Linked DNA regions of Rattus norvegicus: region 2 is linked to region 1. Evidence: chromatin contacts called from public Hi-C data. All regions are on one chromosome and are shown on one strand. Each heading gives the region's core, a stretch centred on a gene start, on an enhancer-like site or on the middle of the called end of the contact. The rest is flanking DNA. Distances are from core to core; before and after follow the strand shown. Region 1 has its middle 44 kb from the start of Rnf130. Region 2 holds the start of Rnf130 (ring finger protein 130).

The links. A called contact is a pair of places that touch in the nucleus more often than the background predicts.
Region 2: a contact with region 1 is called in a Hi-C map of mammary epithelial cells, with 2.2 times the contacts expected there. The contact joins the promoter of Rnf130 here to the enhancer-like site in region 1. A contact is called at or near these places in 2 of 12 Hi-C or Micro-C datasets (Schwann cells and mammary epithelial cells).

What each region holds. Positions count from the first base shown.
Region 1 is chr10:34,798,647-34,802,241 of GRCr8, reverse strand. No RefSeq gene overlaps it. Among named protein-coding and RNA genes, the nearest start is that of Rnf130, 44 kb to the left of the region's middle. Within about 2 kb of position 1,686, at least 8 of the 93 cell types and tissues checked have an H3K27ac peak or open chromatin away from gene starts, as enhancers often do.
Region 2 is chr10:34,842,629-34,846,223 of GRCr8, reverse strand. It overlaps Rnf130 (ring finger protein 130), which reads right to left and starts at 1,939. Exons shown (of 9, transcript NM_001037658.2): 1 at 1,666-1,939. The coding sequence starts at 1,912.

The DNA of each region.
Region 1 (3,595 bases), core at 437-2,936:
CGAGCGGGCCCTCCAGCTGTGAGGCCAAATCTAAAATCAAGCTGGGAGAAAGATCTCCCCGGGTGATCCGGAGTAAGATCAGGAAGGGCAAGGTAGGAAGGAAGGAAGGAATAGATTCCAGGACACTGGGGGCGGGGAGAAACGGACCCAGGTAGGTGATGTCAGTGGGGAGTTCAGCCATGCCTTCTGCTACCTAGAACTCTGGGTTAGGTTTGGAGCCAGAGTGGAAGCTACTGTCTGGTCAGAACACCCTTGGCTGTGTCCCAAGCTTGTGCTGGAGCTGTGTAGTGGGTGATGGTGAGAGGGCGCACCCTGGTGGCTCCATGAAGCACTGATCACTCTGCAAGCCTCCATAGTAAATAACTACAGTTAAAAAAAGAATAGGGGAAGGGGTGGGGCGCAGACTTGAGGAAGCCACACAAATTGGATATCATTTTAATGAAATAAAAAAAAATCAATCTGTAAGTTGCTGCTTATGGGTTGGCCTCTTTTTTGGAAGGAAATTTGGCAATAAACAGAGGGCTTAGGTCTCTGGTGCCTGCAACGTTCTACAGAAAGGCACCACTAGGAGATTGGATGGAGACACAGCTATTTGGGAAAGCAATTTTCAGTATCTCTTCAGATCTAAAACTTTGGTCCCTGAGACATGGTTCAGCGATTAAGAGTGCGCATTGCTCTTCCAGAAGGCCTGGAGGTCGGGACCCACGATCCACATTGGGGCAGTTAACAACAGCCTATTACTCCAGCTCTAGGGGACATGACGCTCTCTTTTGGTCTCCGTGGGTACTGCACCCATGCACCCACCATAACATTTCAACTAAAAATAAAATATTAATAGGTATTCAAAGTCTTGCTCTCGGGATTGGGGATTTAGCTCAGTGGTAGAGCGCTTGCCTAGGAAGTGCAAGGCCCTGGGTTCGGTCCCCAGCTCCGGAAAAAAAAAAAAAAAGAATCAAAGTCTTGCTCTCTCCTCCTTAGGCACCTGTCTCCCACTGGCCACACAATGTCCTTAGGTTTTTCTTTTCTTTCCCACCTGGCAAACTGACCACAGGTCCATCTTTCTACAAAATAACAGGACTGTCAGAGACCATGATTCGTCAATGGCTCCTGAATTACTTTTCCTTTATCCCTATGACAAAATATGGAACAGAAGTGACTTACATGCTGACCACTGTTTCATTCTGTCCTAATGGGGAAGACATGGTAAAGTTCGTGGTGATGACAGCAGAAGGTTCAGTGTTCAAGGCTTGTCTCCAAGAATTCGCTTCTAAAGATTCTATACCCTCCTGAACTAGGACCTCCAGCTGGTGACCAAGTGTTCAAACATATGAGCCCATGGGGGACGCTTCACACTCAAGTCATGATGGCTCTCAAAGACCCACGAGGTGAGAGCGGATTCCTCTGCACACACCCGCCACCCGTCTGGCTTCCTAGCCTCCTACCCTCTGCTCTGGCTTGCATCTGGGATGTCCCCTGTACTCATAACATTTCTATCACTGGGATAAATACCGGAACTAAATATCTAAATAGAAGAAGGATTTTGGCTTGTGGTTTGAGAGGATACTGTCTGCCATGACTGGGAAGGCATGGTAGGTAGGAGGAGGTGGCCAGAAAACAGTCGGCACACAGAGAGGTCCAGAGCAAGGCTGAAAGCCTCAAGGCTGGTCCCCAGAGACTCACTTCCGCCTCTAGGCTCCACCTCCTAAAGGTTCCACAACTCCCACAACTGAGAACCATGTGAGTCTATAGGGGGCATTTCCTACAAACCACAACACCCTGCCCCCTAGGCCCAAAGCTTGGCTGCCAGCCTGCGATGCTCTTGGAGGTGGCAGAACCTTTAGGAAGTGGGGTCAACTTGGAAGGAACTTAAGTCTGTGAGTTCATGCTCGCCCACAAAGAGGATGTAGCAGACTTCTGGCTTCCTCCTCTTCTCTTTTGCTTCTGGGCTGCAATGGGGTGTTTTGTGTACTGCGTGCTTTTGCTGTGACTCACTGTCTTTCTACGGGAGCCAAGCAGCCATGTCCGAATCAAATAAGTAAGGATTCCCTCCTGATAGCTGATTTAGTTCGGACATTTTGTCACAGTGACAGGAAGCCGAGGAGAACACCCTCGCACTGTCACACACGTTTGACCAGGGCTACTCCCCAACTCCGGCACCTTCTAGCCCATCCCTCGGGCTGTATGGCCTCTAATATTAATATATCACAGCCATTCATATTATTGGGGTTCTCCTGTACATACACGATAGGTCATTTTTATTTTGCTTCACCCAAACTTTTTCTTGGTCTGTTTAGTACTTTTACTACAATGTGCAAGTGCATGTGCGTTTTTGTGTGTATCTTTTTTTTTTCTTTTTTTCGGAGCTGGGGACCAAACCCAGGGCCTCGCGCTTCCAAGGTAAGCGCTCTACCACTGAGCTAAATCCCCAGCCCCAAGTAGCATTTGTTTTTTTTTTTTTTTTTTTTTTTTTTTGGTTCTTTTTTTTCGGAGCTGGGGACCGAACCCAGGGCCTTGCGCTTCCTAGGTAAGCACTCTAACCACTGAGCTAAATCCCCAGCCCCGTAGCATTTGTTTTAATTTAAAATTTTAACCACCCAATTTCCAATAACATGTTTTAATTTAAATTTTTTTTCTTTTTTTTTCCGGAGCTGGGGACCGAACCCAGGGTCTTGTGCTTCCTAGGCAAGCGCTCTATCACTGAGCTAAATCACCAACCCTTATTTTAAAATTTTAACCTTATGTGTATGGGTGTTTTTACCTATGTACCACATAAATGCAGTACCAGAGGAAGCCAGAAGAGGGCATCTGATTTCCTGAAACCAGAGTTACAATCAGTTGTTAGCCACCATGGGAGTAGTGGGAATCAAACCAGGGTCCTCTGGAAGATCAGCAAGTGCTCTCACCCTCTGAGCCATGTCTCTAGTCTGCCTTCACCAACCTTAAAAACAAAAAGACCCAAAAAACTCCTTTACTATACTTTCAACTTTAGATCCTATTATTTTAAAAATAATTTTATCTGCTCGTCAATAAAACACATCAGTTCTGTATTTGATGAGTCGTTACTATCAGACTTTCAGTTATTTCTCAAGCATGGTCCAGCAGCTATTTCCACATATACATGACAGCTGCTGTCTGGCACCTCCTCTCACAGTGGTTTCTGTTGCCTTCTCCAGCCCACCCCACCCCACCCCACCCCACCCCATTCATGCCATAATATTTCTGTTTTGTTTTGAGTTCATGTCTTTTAACTTTTAGTTGGACACTGGCATTTAGAGTATGGCCTGGGACATGTCTGTGGCCAGTCTGAAAGGACAGTGGCTTGCCCAGGGAGCCCTGTGACTGTCTCCCATCCCTCCGTCAGCTGTCTGACTTTGCTAGTACCACATCTAACCATTGTGTTCCAGCTCACTGAAGTATAACTGGCCTACTGTTCGCAACAATGTTCAAGGGCATGGATTGCTACAAAGACAGACTCACCTGAAATGCAGGCTCCGTCCCAGGGGCAGTTTGTTCTGATCCCGGGAGGGCTCCCTGAGGCTTACATTTCTCTCAATGATTTTGCTTTGGTAAGCTGTTTGCTTTATGGCTTAGCTTA
Region 2 (3,595 bases), core at 690-3,189, 44 kb before region 1:
CCTTCAACCTCACAATGCTATTTCCCAGTGACAGGTTAAGACAACTTTCAGTTTCCCAAACCGTTCTGCTGGCCTCCTACACGCATTGTCGAAGATGGGCCTTAACTTGGAGGTGAAGACAAACAGCTGACATTGGCACTCGAAACACTGCATCTTAAGTGAGGGTGGTGGTCTGGGTTGCCTGGGGGGGAACCAAGCCCCAAGCACAAACCACAGATTTCACAACACTTTACAGATCTTTCTGCAGAGTAGCTTGCCTCTTTCTTCCTCTTCCTCCCCTTCCACATGACCCTCACGGTCCTTTTCCCCTCCAGAAAATAGTGTAGCATTGTTACTGCCATAGTTTGGCAACATTACATGTCCCAACCACAGTGACTGGCACAGAGCAGGCAGCAAATATTTATTGAATGGAGCAAAGAAAAAACTGTTTCTGTGGTCAAACAGGGGCCTTAAGTGCTGATTCTAACCTAGTGGACTAAGAAATACACACCATAAGCATTTGGTCGCTGGTGTAAAAAATGAACGCTTAAGAGCCCAATCTAAGCTGAAGAAAGAAACCTTATGCCCCAAGCCAGTACGTCTCAAAAGCAGCAGCAGCAGCAGCAGCAGCAGCAGCAGCAGCAGCAGCAGCAGCAGCAGCAGCAGCTTAATATGCATTATACAAATAGTGAACTCAGAGGGCACATTTTAATATTTTAGACTATAAAAACAAACACCATTATCCTAAAGAGTTCCTAAACATCTAAACAGGAATCATAGTTTTGTTTTTTTTAATCCTCTCAACATTGTAAGGTGAGAACGGGAGATAGGATAGGAGACATCTCCCCAAAGTCCAGCCTGCCACAGCCCCCAAATATCACACTCCACGGAGCAACGTCCTTTAAAACACAACCAGTAATTAACATAGGAGTTTACACCAAATCATTAAGTATGCACAGCCGGCATACACAAGGGGAACGCCAAGGCTAAATCAAATGGCTTCAAAGACGATTCCTGACCATTTTACCTCTTTCCCTCTGGATGGGCACCCGTGACCAAAGACTTGGCTACTAGTTCAGCTACTCTCACATTCTTTATAATGTGAAAATCTCTAGCGTTTCATGACAGCAAAACTACCCGGGTCAGAGAAAGCCAAAAGCAACAGGGACCCTCTCCCCTTAGCCATTATCGAAAAAAAAAAAAAAAAACCCAAAAAACAAAAACCAGCACGTTTTGACGTTGGGGGTGGGGGGGTGAGTAGGAAAGGCGGGGGGGGGGTGGTTCTCATCCCTAAAGATTCACTGCAGTGTTAAATCCGTGGGATTTCAGGAACAAACCTGCCGATTCCAAAATACAGGTTAAGCATCTCGTCCACCATGAACTAGTTCTGCGCCCCTGCACCACCTCCTTTGTCTCAACTGTCCCTGCAAACTCGCATTCCAATGCCCTCCAGTAAACAAGCTACCTAAATGAAAAAGAGGAGGACATTCTAAGTCTCGCTCTCTTTTAATTTCAAGGGGAAATGCAGCAGGGTTTCTGGAGCCTCTTTACCCAGCGGGAAGCAGGCCAGGCTCCACAGCGCGGGGACCGCGATCCCCTTGGGCCGGCGGCCGAACGGCGCGCAGACACCCGGCCACGCCGCCCCCGCGACCCCCGCCCCGCCTCAGGCTTCCGCTCCCGCCTCACCTCCGTGGATGGGCAGCGGTGCCAGCACCTGGCCGCGGACCTCGGCCTTGGGTGAGTCGAGCCCGTAGCGCCCGCGGTCGATGCGGAACGTGAGAGGGGTGCCGCGGCCGGGCTCCTGCACCGTCACGTTGATGAGCGCCGTGTAGTACTCCTGGCTCGCGTTGTCCGCTCGCGTCGGCCACAGGCTGCAGGTCAGCAGGGCCAGCGCCGCGAGCCGGGCCGGGCCCGCCCGCGCCGCGCCGCTCATCGTCCCTCCGGCCGCCGCCGCCGCCGCTCGCGGACCGGGCTCCGGGGCCGGTGCTGAGAGGCGGGGCGGGCGCGGCCCGGGCTGCGGCGGGAGCGCGCGCGCGCCTCGCGAGGAGCCGGGCACGAGCACGGCCCTCCTCGGCGCCGCGGTTCCGTCGTTCGCTGCCCTCACGTCCGCGGCCCGCGCGCGGGCACGCGCCCCTGGGTCCCTCAGGGGAGGACGGCGCGTCAGGCCGCGTGCTGCCTCTCAGGGCAGCTCGACTGACGAGGGACCAGGCTTGCGGACAGGGCACCTGAGAAGACTCGGGGTGGGTGGGACGAAGCAGTCCCGACTGCTCCGGGAATGGGGGTTGGGGAGCGTAGGCGATGCCGCCTCAGGCGCGTGCCCGCTGCCTCCCCATTCCCTCCAGCCCAGCGGCAACGCGCAAGCCCGAAGCACAACCCCGTCCGCTACGCGTGCGCACTAGGCAATGCCTGCTCCCGCCCTCCCGCACGAGGGCCAGGGGCAGTCCAGTCACCTGCTTGCTGGCACCGGGCTCAGTGAACTGCCCCGGGCTTCCTAGCCCTCTATGACCTGGATCTGTGAAGCTTTCCAAGAACCTATAGAGATGTTGGAGATACGACTAAAAGGAACCAAGCTAAACGTTAGGTTTTAAATTAAATGGCTTTGAGAGCTAACATTTCCACTCGGTTGTTTGCATGCTGTATAATTGAAATCAGTTGGGAGGGTGTCTTTGCGTTTGGGGCCGGTAGAATTGGACTCAATAAGGCATCTGAGTGGTTAGCAAGGTCTGTTAGAGACAGATAGAAACTTCATAAGATTGGTATGGTCCTCTTCCCCAACCCCGACTCCCCCCAGAATACCCAGACCCACAGACACTCACTTCCTTTCTGTAAAGTGGAATAGTGCTTGCAGCATTCAACAAGGGCTCTGCTCGGTTTCTTCTGTAATTGGGCCTCTCCTCACTGGGGAAGCGGACCACAGTACCTATTCTCAGGATGAGACCCTAGAGTTGCCTGCCAAAAAGTTACAGGCTATGTTTGGCCCCTACATGGGGCTTTCTCTAGTAAGAATCTCCTCTTCCACTCCCATTTGTTGGTCCTGTCTTCTCTTTGCATACTTATCCCCCCCCCCCGTTCTTATCCTTAGCAAGGGTTTTTAGTGTAGGGGTGCTTATGCCACCAGCAAGAAGTGATATTACAGAAGTCCATACACACCCACAACAAAACCAGGGCAGAAGAAATAGCGATGAAAATAATTTATGGTTGGGGGTCACTACAACATGAGGAACTGTATTAAAGGGTCACACCATTAGGAAGGTTGAGAACCATGGTATAAGAGTATATGGTAAATGAGAATATAGCGTTTGGGGTACTTGGGTGTGGGAGGTCTCCTGGAGGATGTGGGCTGAAGTCTGAATAGAGCCCTCGGTTGCCTGTCAGTGAGCTGCCCTCATACGCACCACCTTGACAGGGCCGTTTCTCTCTCTCTACCATTTTCTCTGTCTCTTAAACCTCTCTACCTGTCTCTCTTCCCATTTCCCAGGTCATAAGAATGCCTCAGTCACCTGTATGCCCCATGTCAAATTCCCTTCTTCCCAGAGCTCCACTAAGAGCTACCACCTTCCCAGGTCCTAGATTCTATGAAGGGCTTCAGTCTATCAGGATCTGATCTGCTTGCTAC